2 separate regions of the Macaca mulatta genome follow, and region 2 is linked to region 1. Evidence: chromatin contacts called from public Hi-C data. All regions are on one chromosome and are shown on one strand. The core of a region is the stretch at or near the end of the contact, and the rest is flanking DNA. Distances in the headings are between cores, read along the strand shown. Region 1 holds the start of TMEM35B (transmembrane protein 35B). Region 2 holds the start of SMIM12 (small integral membrane protein 12).

The links. Hi-C and Micro-C count contacts between places; a contact is called where the count stands out from the background.
Region 2: a contact with region 1 is called in a Hi-C map of fetal cortex germinal zone, with 1.8 times the contacts expected there. The contact joins the promoter of SMIM12 here to the promoter of TMEM35B in region 1. A contact is called at or near these places in 3 of 14 Hi-C or Micro-C datasets (cortical neurons, fetal cortex germinal zone and liver).

What each region holds. Positions count from the first base shown.
Region 1 is chr1:205,861,496-205,865,745 of T2T-MMU8v2.0, forward strand. TMEM35B (transmembrane protein 35B) reads left to right here and starts at 2,661. Exons shown (of 3, transcript XM_001109303.5): 1 at 2,661-2,778; 2 at 4,025-4,205. The coding sequence starts at 2,671. ZMYM6 (zinc finger MYM-type containing 6) reads left to right here. Exons shown (of 16, transcript NM_001266765.3): 16 at 1-580. The coding sequence ends at 558.
Region 2 is chr1:205,983,511-205,987,715 of T2T-MMU8v2.0, forward strand. It overlaps SMIM12 (small integral membrane protein 12), which reads left to right and starts at 1,931. Exons shown (of 2, transcript NM_001260616.2): 1 at 1,931-2,068.

The DNA of each region.
Region 1 (4,250 bases), core at 1,411-3,910:
TGTAATAAAATTGATGTATTTAAGAGAAAGTTAAAAATGTGGTTGAAGCGCACACAAGAGAATGACTATGACATGTTCCCTTCATTTTCTGAATTCTCAAATTCATCAGGCTTAAATATGACAGAGATCACAAGGATTATTTTTGAGCACCTGGAAGGACTTTCTCAAGTGTTCAGTGACTGTTTTCCACCAGAACAAGACTTGCGTTCAGGAAATTTGTGGATAATTAACCCTTTTATGAATCACCAAAATAATAATCTCACCGACTTCGAAGAAGAAAAGCTAACACAGCTATCTTCAGATTTAGGATTACAATCAGTATTTAAATCAGTGTCTGTAACTCAGTTTTGGATAAATGCAAAGACAAGTTACCCAGAACTCCATGAAAGGGCAATGAAATTTTTATTACCCTTTTCAACTGTTTATTTATGTGATGCTGCCTTTTCAGCTTTGACTGAGTCAAAACAAAGAAATCTGTTGGTTTCTGGCCCTGCCCTAAGACTTGCAGTCACATCTTTAATTCCAAGGATAGAAAAATTAATGAAGGAAAAAGAGTAGCAATATGCACATTGCTTAATAGCGAAGTCAATAATCTCGTGTTTTGTATAAGTATCCTAAAAGATAATTTCCTAATGTGGATTTGTGTTTTCAGTGATTAAATGTTTTAATAATTTTTCCCTTTTTGTTGAGGAATTTAATAATTATGATTTTTATAAGTAATTGTGTATAATTATAATCCAGGGTAGAAAATTTAGTTATTTCATTAAATTTGGATTAGTGACAAAGACTGAAGGTAATGAGAGGCCCAGTTTATAATGTAACAGCACAACCTGAATGTTGAAACAGCTTGGCCTTTAGAAGCGAGTGGAACATTTCAGTCTTCCAGCCAACCAGCTACTTACCCCAGCAAGGTTGTGAGTAGGTGGAAAAGATGGATCTTTTTTTTTTTTTCTTTTTTTTGAGATGGAGTTTTGCTCTTGTTGCCCAGGCTGGAGTGCAATGGCGTGATCTCGGCTCACTGGAACCTCTGCCTTCTGGGTTCAAACAGTTCTGCCTTGGCCTTCTGGGTAGCTGGGGTTACAAGGCATGTGCCATTACACCTGTCTGTTGTATTTTTCTAGTAGAGATGGGGTTTTACCATGTTGGTCAGGCTGGTCTCGAACTCCTGACCTTAAGTGATCCACCTGCCTCAGCCTCCCAAAGTGCTGGGATTACAAGTATGAGCCACTATGCCCAGCTGGAAAAAGACAGATCTAAGCAGCTTGGGTAACTGTAAATGGAAGCAGTAGGGGGGTTTGAGACCCCTGCTTGGGGGCTTTCTGGCCTAATATACCAGAGCTTAGCAAACTTTTTAAATAAAGAGCCAGATAGTAAATATTTTCAGCTTTGCAGGCCATACTGTCACAGCTACTCAATTCTGCAGTTGCAGTGCAAAAGCAGCCACAGACAATATGCAGATGAGTGTGGCTGTGTTTAAATAAAACTTATTCGTGAGCACTGAAATAGGAATTTCATATAATTTTCCTATGTCACACAAGCTTCTTTAAAAAGTTTTTTTTTTTTTGAGACTGAGTCTCGCTCTATCACCCAGGCTGGAGTGCAGTGGCCGGATCTCAGCTCACTGCAAGCTCCGCCTCCCGGGTTTACGCCATTCTCCTGCCTCAGCCTCCTGAGTAGCTGGGACTACAGGCGCCCGCCACCTTGCCCGGCTAGTTTTTTGTATTTTTTTAGTAGAGACGGGGTTTCACCGTGTTAGCCAGGATGGTCTCGATCTCCTGACCTTGTGATCCGCCCGTCTCGGCCTCCCAAAGTGCTGGGATTACAGGCTTGAGCCACCGCGCCCGGCCTTAAAAAGTTTTTATCATAAAAATGTAAACAAACATTATTAGCTTGGGGGAAGGGGAGAAGCATGGAAAAAAATCAGACAGCTGGGCAAATTTGGCCCATGGTTTGCCCATCCCAGCTTTAGACAGATTTCCAGGTAAGAGCAAATGGGCTAGGAGTGGACTGTAGGGCTTGGTTCAGTGAAAGTCTCTCTATCCATGGCTGCAAGTATCTTAATTTTCAAACACCTTTCACATTTCAGTCTCAGCTGAGATAAATTAGAGGGAAAAGACACCTCAGGCAAAGATAGAAAAGAGACTTATTTAATAATTAATGGTTTTTGATTTATTACTTATAATTTTATAAATTAATTTACTAATTTACAAATAACTTTCTGAGCTCTTACATGTGCAGGCACTGTGCTAGGCCTGTTACAAACTCTGGAGAACTGAGTTATCCCCCTACACAGATGCAGATACCGAGACCCTTTGGGGTCGGGTGACAGCTCAGATCCCACAGATACTATGGCACAGGCAGGAACGAAGCCCCGGGGTCTTTTGATGGTAGCTGAGCCGCACCCAGACACCCATGCATGTCTGCCAGCACTCCGTACTGGCTGGGAAACACTCCCTGAATCCAAAGGTGTCGGTTTAGTCAGTTACGAGCCAGTGGTCCTCACCTGTAGGATGGGGGCGCCCTGCTCCAGTGCTGCAGCCTCGCGACCCCCTGGAGGGTGGGGGATGGTAACTCAGGCAAGTCTTCCGGCCGCCCCAGGGAGGGAGGAAATGAGCCGGCGGCAGAGGCGGGTTTTCGGCGGGGCCAACCCACGGTGCGGGGAGCGCGGCCATGGAGCTTCTGCTGTCGGTGCTGCGTGTACTGCTGGGCGGCTTCTTCGCGCTCGTGGGGTTGGCCAAGCTCTCGGAGGAGATCTCGGCTCCAGTTTCGGAGCGGATGGTGAGCGGCGCGGGCGGGCGGCCGGGGATCGGGCCCGCGGAGGCGTGTGCTCCGCCCCGCCGCTCCCGCCGGCCCGGCAGGCTGCCTTCGGGCTTCCGAGGCTCAGCTGGACATGGGGGAAAGCGCCTGGCTTTCGACTGAGGCGCACGTCCTTCCTGGGGAGTTCCTCGAGTTCTCTGGATCTTCCCTAGACGGAAGGGAACAGAACCTCCCCTTCCTGCTGAGCATTGGTGGCCCCAGGCAAATCTACAGCCTTAGGAGGACCCTCCTCCCCACTCCCCGGACCCTGGGAGAGGATGATGCAGCGGGAAAATGAGCTCACTCCGCGCTGTCTTCCCCCTTTTCGCCGTTTGCTTCAGTTTTCGGGAGGTTCGTGGGGTTGGGGTGTAGTAATCCTGGCTTTGCAGGGAAGGAAGCCCGCCCTGAAGGGCGAGTATATCTGCTAAAGGTTGCACATCTAGTCAGGAAGCAGGACACAAACTAGTCACTCCGGACTCGGAACCCAGAAAGGGAAGCCTCTCCTGGAAGCCTGAGAGGGAGGCCCTGAAGTCGTCTTTCAGCCTTCTGTCTAGTTCCAGACTCACGGGAAAGCTTTCATTTCCTGTTCACCAATCTCCCCAGTCCCTCAAAAGAGCTAGACTTGTAGACCCCTGCTGGCATCTCTCTCCAAGGCCTGGATACATCCCCAGAGACGATAGCTTAGAGCTGCTGCCCAGCAGAGCTGAGGAGGGGAGGTAGAGCTGAGGAGTGGGAACAGGAAAAAGTAACCCCGAAAGTAAGGGTGAAGTTGCCATTTGGCTCAGGGGTGGACCTGCCTTGACAAGAAGAGTCACTTTGAGCCCACCTAACTCCTCCCCACCTCCAAATATTCCCTGTACAGCAGCCTTAAGAGAAACCAGGCCAGGCACAAAGAAGCAAACTGTGACATTCCCCGGGCCTTGGCACTAGGGAGCCAAGCCCAGCCCCCTCCTCCTGGGATTTGGCCTGGGTTGTAATCTCTCGAGAGGTCTAGTGAGAAAATCTATCTCTGTACCACTTGGAACATGGAGCCTGTTTCCTGATTCCAAAGCTCAGCGCCACAGGGCAGCCCTCTCCCCTCCAGGCTGACCTCAGGCCTGGACCTGACCTACAGTAGTAGTTCTTTTCTCTGGGGAGTTGAGGGCACAGGCATATATATGCCATGGAGCATCTGGGGAGCTCAGCCTTGGTGAGCATGAGGCTGACAGGCATTCCTTGCCACCCCTAGAACGCCCTGTTCGTGCAGTTTGCTGAGGTGTTCCCGCTGAAGGTATTTGGCTACCAGCCAGATCCCCTGAACTACCAAATAGCTGTGGGCTTTCTGGAACTGCTGGCTGGGCTGCTGCTGGCCACGGGCCCACCGATGCTGCAAGAGATCAGTAACTTGTTCTTGATTCTGCTCATGATGGGTAAGGGGGCCAACTGGCCTGAGAAAATGGGGTTTTCTGGGGGAG
Region 2 (4,205 bases), core at 681-3,180, 120 kb after region 1:
AACTACGCCTGGATGGATTTTTCACAAGATGATGCCTGCTTCTCGGGCTCATTCAAATTCTAAAGAGAATCATTTTCAAGTTAATTTCTGTCCATTTTTTCGCCCTCAGAATCACGTGCTTCCCTCAAAAGAATTGTCTATATTCTCCATCTCTCCCCTTCCCCTTTGAAAAAGGGTGTATAAGCTTCTGTACCCCATTGGGTTATTGGGTAATCATTCTCCTGTGACCCTTCCCTTCCCGCCCCCTCACCCCCCACCCCGTGCTATGCACGTTAAAATAAAATTTTGTATGTCTTTTCTCCTATTAATCTGCCTTTTGTCAGTTGATTTTCAGTGAACCTTGGTCCCTACAACACTGTTCCCCTTTCTCCATCTTAACTGCCAGAACTTAGCTTTGAGCTTTTGAGATAATAGGGGAAGGGTGCCTAACATGGTAAGCAGTCTGTGTATGAGGCTTTCTCTGGAGGTGTCCCTGAAGTTTGAAAATTGTGCCAGAGCACAATTTGGCATAGTAAAGAAAGGCGGGAAGGGCACTGCATGGCCAGGCACGGTGGCTCATGCCTGTAATCCCAGCACTTTGGGAGGCTGAGGCGGGCAGATTGCTTGAGCTCAGGAGTTTGAGACCAGCCTGAGCAACATGGTGAAACCCAGTCTCTACAAAAAGTACAAAAATTAGCCAGGCCTGGTGGTGTGCATCTGTGGTCCCAGCTGCTCGGAGGGCTGAAGTGGGAGGATCACTTGAGCCCAGGAGGTCGAGGCTGCAGTAAGCTATGATTGTGCCACTGCACTGCAGCCTAGGTGACTGAGCGAGATCTTGTTTAAAAAAAAAAAAACAAAAACAAAAACAAAAAAAAACCGGCTGGGCGCAGTGGCTGACGTCTGTAATCCCAGCACTTTGGGAGGCTGAGGCAGGCGGATTACCTGAGGTGGGGAGTTCGAGACCAGCTTGACCAACATGGAAAAACCCCTTCTCTATTAAAAATACAAAATTAGCCGGGCGTGGTGGTGCATGCCTGTGACCCCAGCTACTCGGGAGGCTGAGGCAGGAGAGAATCACTTGAACCTGGGAGGCGGAGGTTGCGGTGAGCCGAGATCGTGCCATTGCACTCCAGCCTGAGCAACAAGAGTGAAACTAAAAAGAAAGAAAAAAAAAAGGTGGGAAGGACACTCTAGGTAGATGAAAAAGCATCAGTAATTCACTGGGTGTGAAACAGCGTGGTCTGCTGGGTTTTGTATGTGCGAGCAAAATAAATATGCAGGCTGAGATTAGTGGGATGAAGGTGGGAAGGGCCTTGTGGGAGCGTTAAGAAGTTTGAGCTTTGGGACTTTTCTGTATATGATAAAATTGATGTCTGTATAGGGTACAGTGGGGACACAGAGGAGGAAGTGAATACTTGTACCCAAGAGGTCATGCAAGACTTAGGTTTTACTATATTTCAATTATTTTTACACTAACACTAGCCACATTTATTTCCCTGCTGGCTGTGTGCCTGCCACAGTACTTTACAAATATTGTCTCATCCAACCCTCACACCATCCCTGCGAAATGGGTGTTATTACCTCTACACAGAAGGGGAAGGGAGCCTCAGACAGGTTAATAATGTTCCCAGGGTCACTAGAAAGCTAGCCTGGATCCCAAGAGGTCTTAAAGCACTAAATTATACTTTCCTAAGAAGAGCTTCTTGAGGTCAGGGATCATGTCTTTTGTTTTTGCGTGCCAAGACCTAGGTCTTAGAAGACACCTAATAAACATCAGTTGAAAAAGATGACTGGATGATCGATCTTTCACTTTTTCCACGTAGAAAGCACGTGGCGACAGCACTGAGAAACCTCCAGGCCACCAGGGGGCGCGACGTCCATTTCAGCGCAGTGGGGCCCGGTTGCGGACGCCTAGCTTCCTTCCCTCCTTTGGCTAAAGTTCAGCCAATCCCTGCGCTCCGAGAGCCGGCGGCTAGTGGGCAGGGTCACAGGGCAAGGTCCCGCGGGCCGCTGGGAGCGGCGACTTCCGTGCTCCCGGCGAGCGGGCGGAGAGCGGGGGCCACACTGGGGAGTGTGGGCTGGGCCGCAGGTGAGCGCGCGGTCCGGGCGAGCAGGTCCGGTCAGTCCAGGCCCGTAACCTCTGAGTTACGGGAGGAGTGATCGCTGGGGTCCACCCCGGTCCCGGCCAGACCTGCCAGCCCCCTTCTCTGGTGGGTGCTCTGGTGCCCAGTCTGGGAGCCCAAGTAGCCCTCCGCAGACAGGGCTTATCGGCACCTCAGTGAGGACGGACGTTGATGAGGCCACAAATGAGGTGGGCTAGGGGCAGTGGACCGGGAGCCCCACAGAAGGGAGAAGGGTAGCCATTTGGATGGACCCTGACCTCACTTGCGCTCCCATTCCTGGACTGCGCTTGAGTGACTGTCAGGTTTAATTCTTTCACCTTCTCAGGCCTCCTCTGTCCTTGTTAGCAGTTCTTGAATTTGGGACTACGGCTTCTGGCCTCGTTGGGCCTCCGGGCCCCCGCACTGGGGCAGGTTTCCCAGCAACTCAGTTGACTTTTACCGGATGCTTTTGGCAGACGTCCTCCGTGCCGGGCTGGAAATATGCGTCACAGTGTTTTTCAGACACTTTTGCCTCTTTCATTGTGATACCTTGTCTGGGGATGACTATGATGGAGTCTTTAGGTTTCTGTAATCAGCAAAGGCTTCTGTTATGTTCCTGCCACCTTCTGGAGGAGAGTGGGTGGAGAATGTTGTGATTTTACACTAGGGAGTTGTTTGGGCTGTCATTCATTCGTTCAGCAGGCCTTTTTTGGGCACTCTGCCAGGCAGGGTGGGAGAGGTGCCTGGATGGATAGGGCACAATGGGGCCAGACGGACATGGTGCTTAGCCTTTTGGAGCTTAAAGTGTCTTGAGAAATGCAAACAGGGTAAGCCAGCACCGTGCCTGACACAGCGCAAGTGGTTATAAGTGTTGAATAAAGGAATGAAGTGACTTATTTGGGAATGATTAGAATGTGAGCAGGACGGTAGAGAGAGACTTTATGCTGCATGTGAGAGATCGTTGTGAACTCAGGCTCGATATGTTTTAAGACAGATTTGAAAGTCTGGACAGTTGCTATTTAGGGAAGCATTTACTTCTACAGAGGACTTGCTTTAAAGGTGGAAGGAAAATGAAGAAGTATTAGGTTTGGGATTCTTCAGAGGTGCCTCTTTGAACTATTGTTATATCTCTGAATTTCACAAATCCCTGAGTATAATCTCAGGGTTTGGGAAAGGGGAAGCTCTTCTAGGTAATGAAATGCCAGGCTGATGGGAAAAGAACTGTAGGAAGCTCTCTCCAAATCCAGGATTTGAACAGAAATCGTATACCTCTGCAGTGTGTTCTTCCCTCTAGAAAGAGTGTAGACTTTGAAGTTGGAGAGGCCTGGGTTCAAAATCAGTGGCTCTATCACTTCTGGTGATTTTGGGTAAGTTAACATAATGTCTGTGAGCCTTTGTGTCAACAAGAGCCTGGGCTAATCATTCCTACATCATAGAGGTGTTATGAGGATCAGGTGATAGTTTGTGTGTAAATTGTCATCATAGTGCCTGGTGCTAAGACAATAAGGAGGGGAGTCTTGGAGATGCTGCAGTTTTATTTATTTTTTTATTTTGTTTATTATTTTTAATTTCATGATGCTCCCTTACTGGGGGGATCCTCAACCTCCTGGGCCACAGACCGGTGGTGGTTTTCAGCCCATTAGGAACTGGGCTGCACAGCAGGAGGTGAGTGGTGGGCCAGCTGGGAAGCATTACCGCCTGAGCTCCACCTGATAGATCAGCAGCGGCATTAGATTCCTACAGGAGTGCAAACCCTATTGTGAACTGCGCATGCGAGGAATCCGGGTGTGTGCTCCTTATGAGAATCTAATGCCTGATGATCTGAGCTGGAACAGTTTCATCCCGAAACCATCCCTCTCCAAACCCCATCTGTGGAAAAATTGTCTTCCACGAAACTGGTCCCTGGTGCCAAATATAGGTTGCGGACCGCTGCCTTATAGTGTTAACGTCCAGAGAACAATGGGATTCCTTCAAAGAGAATTGGGAACCAAAGAGAGAGGGGGAGAATCATCTTATCCTTGGTGAGGTTTTGATTGTTCACTTTAGATCAGAGATAGCAGTGTTGGAGAAGTACCTACAGGGGCATAAACAGAAAGATCTTTTAGTGGATACTTTTGGGCAAGT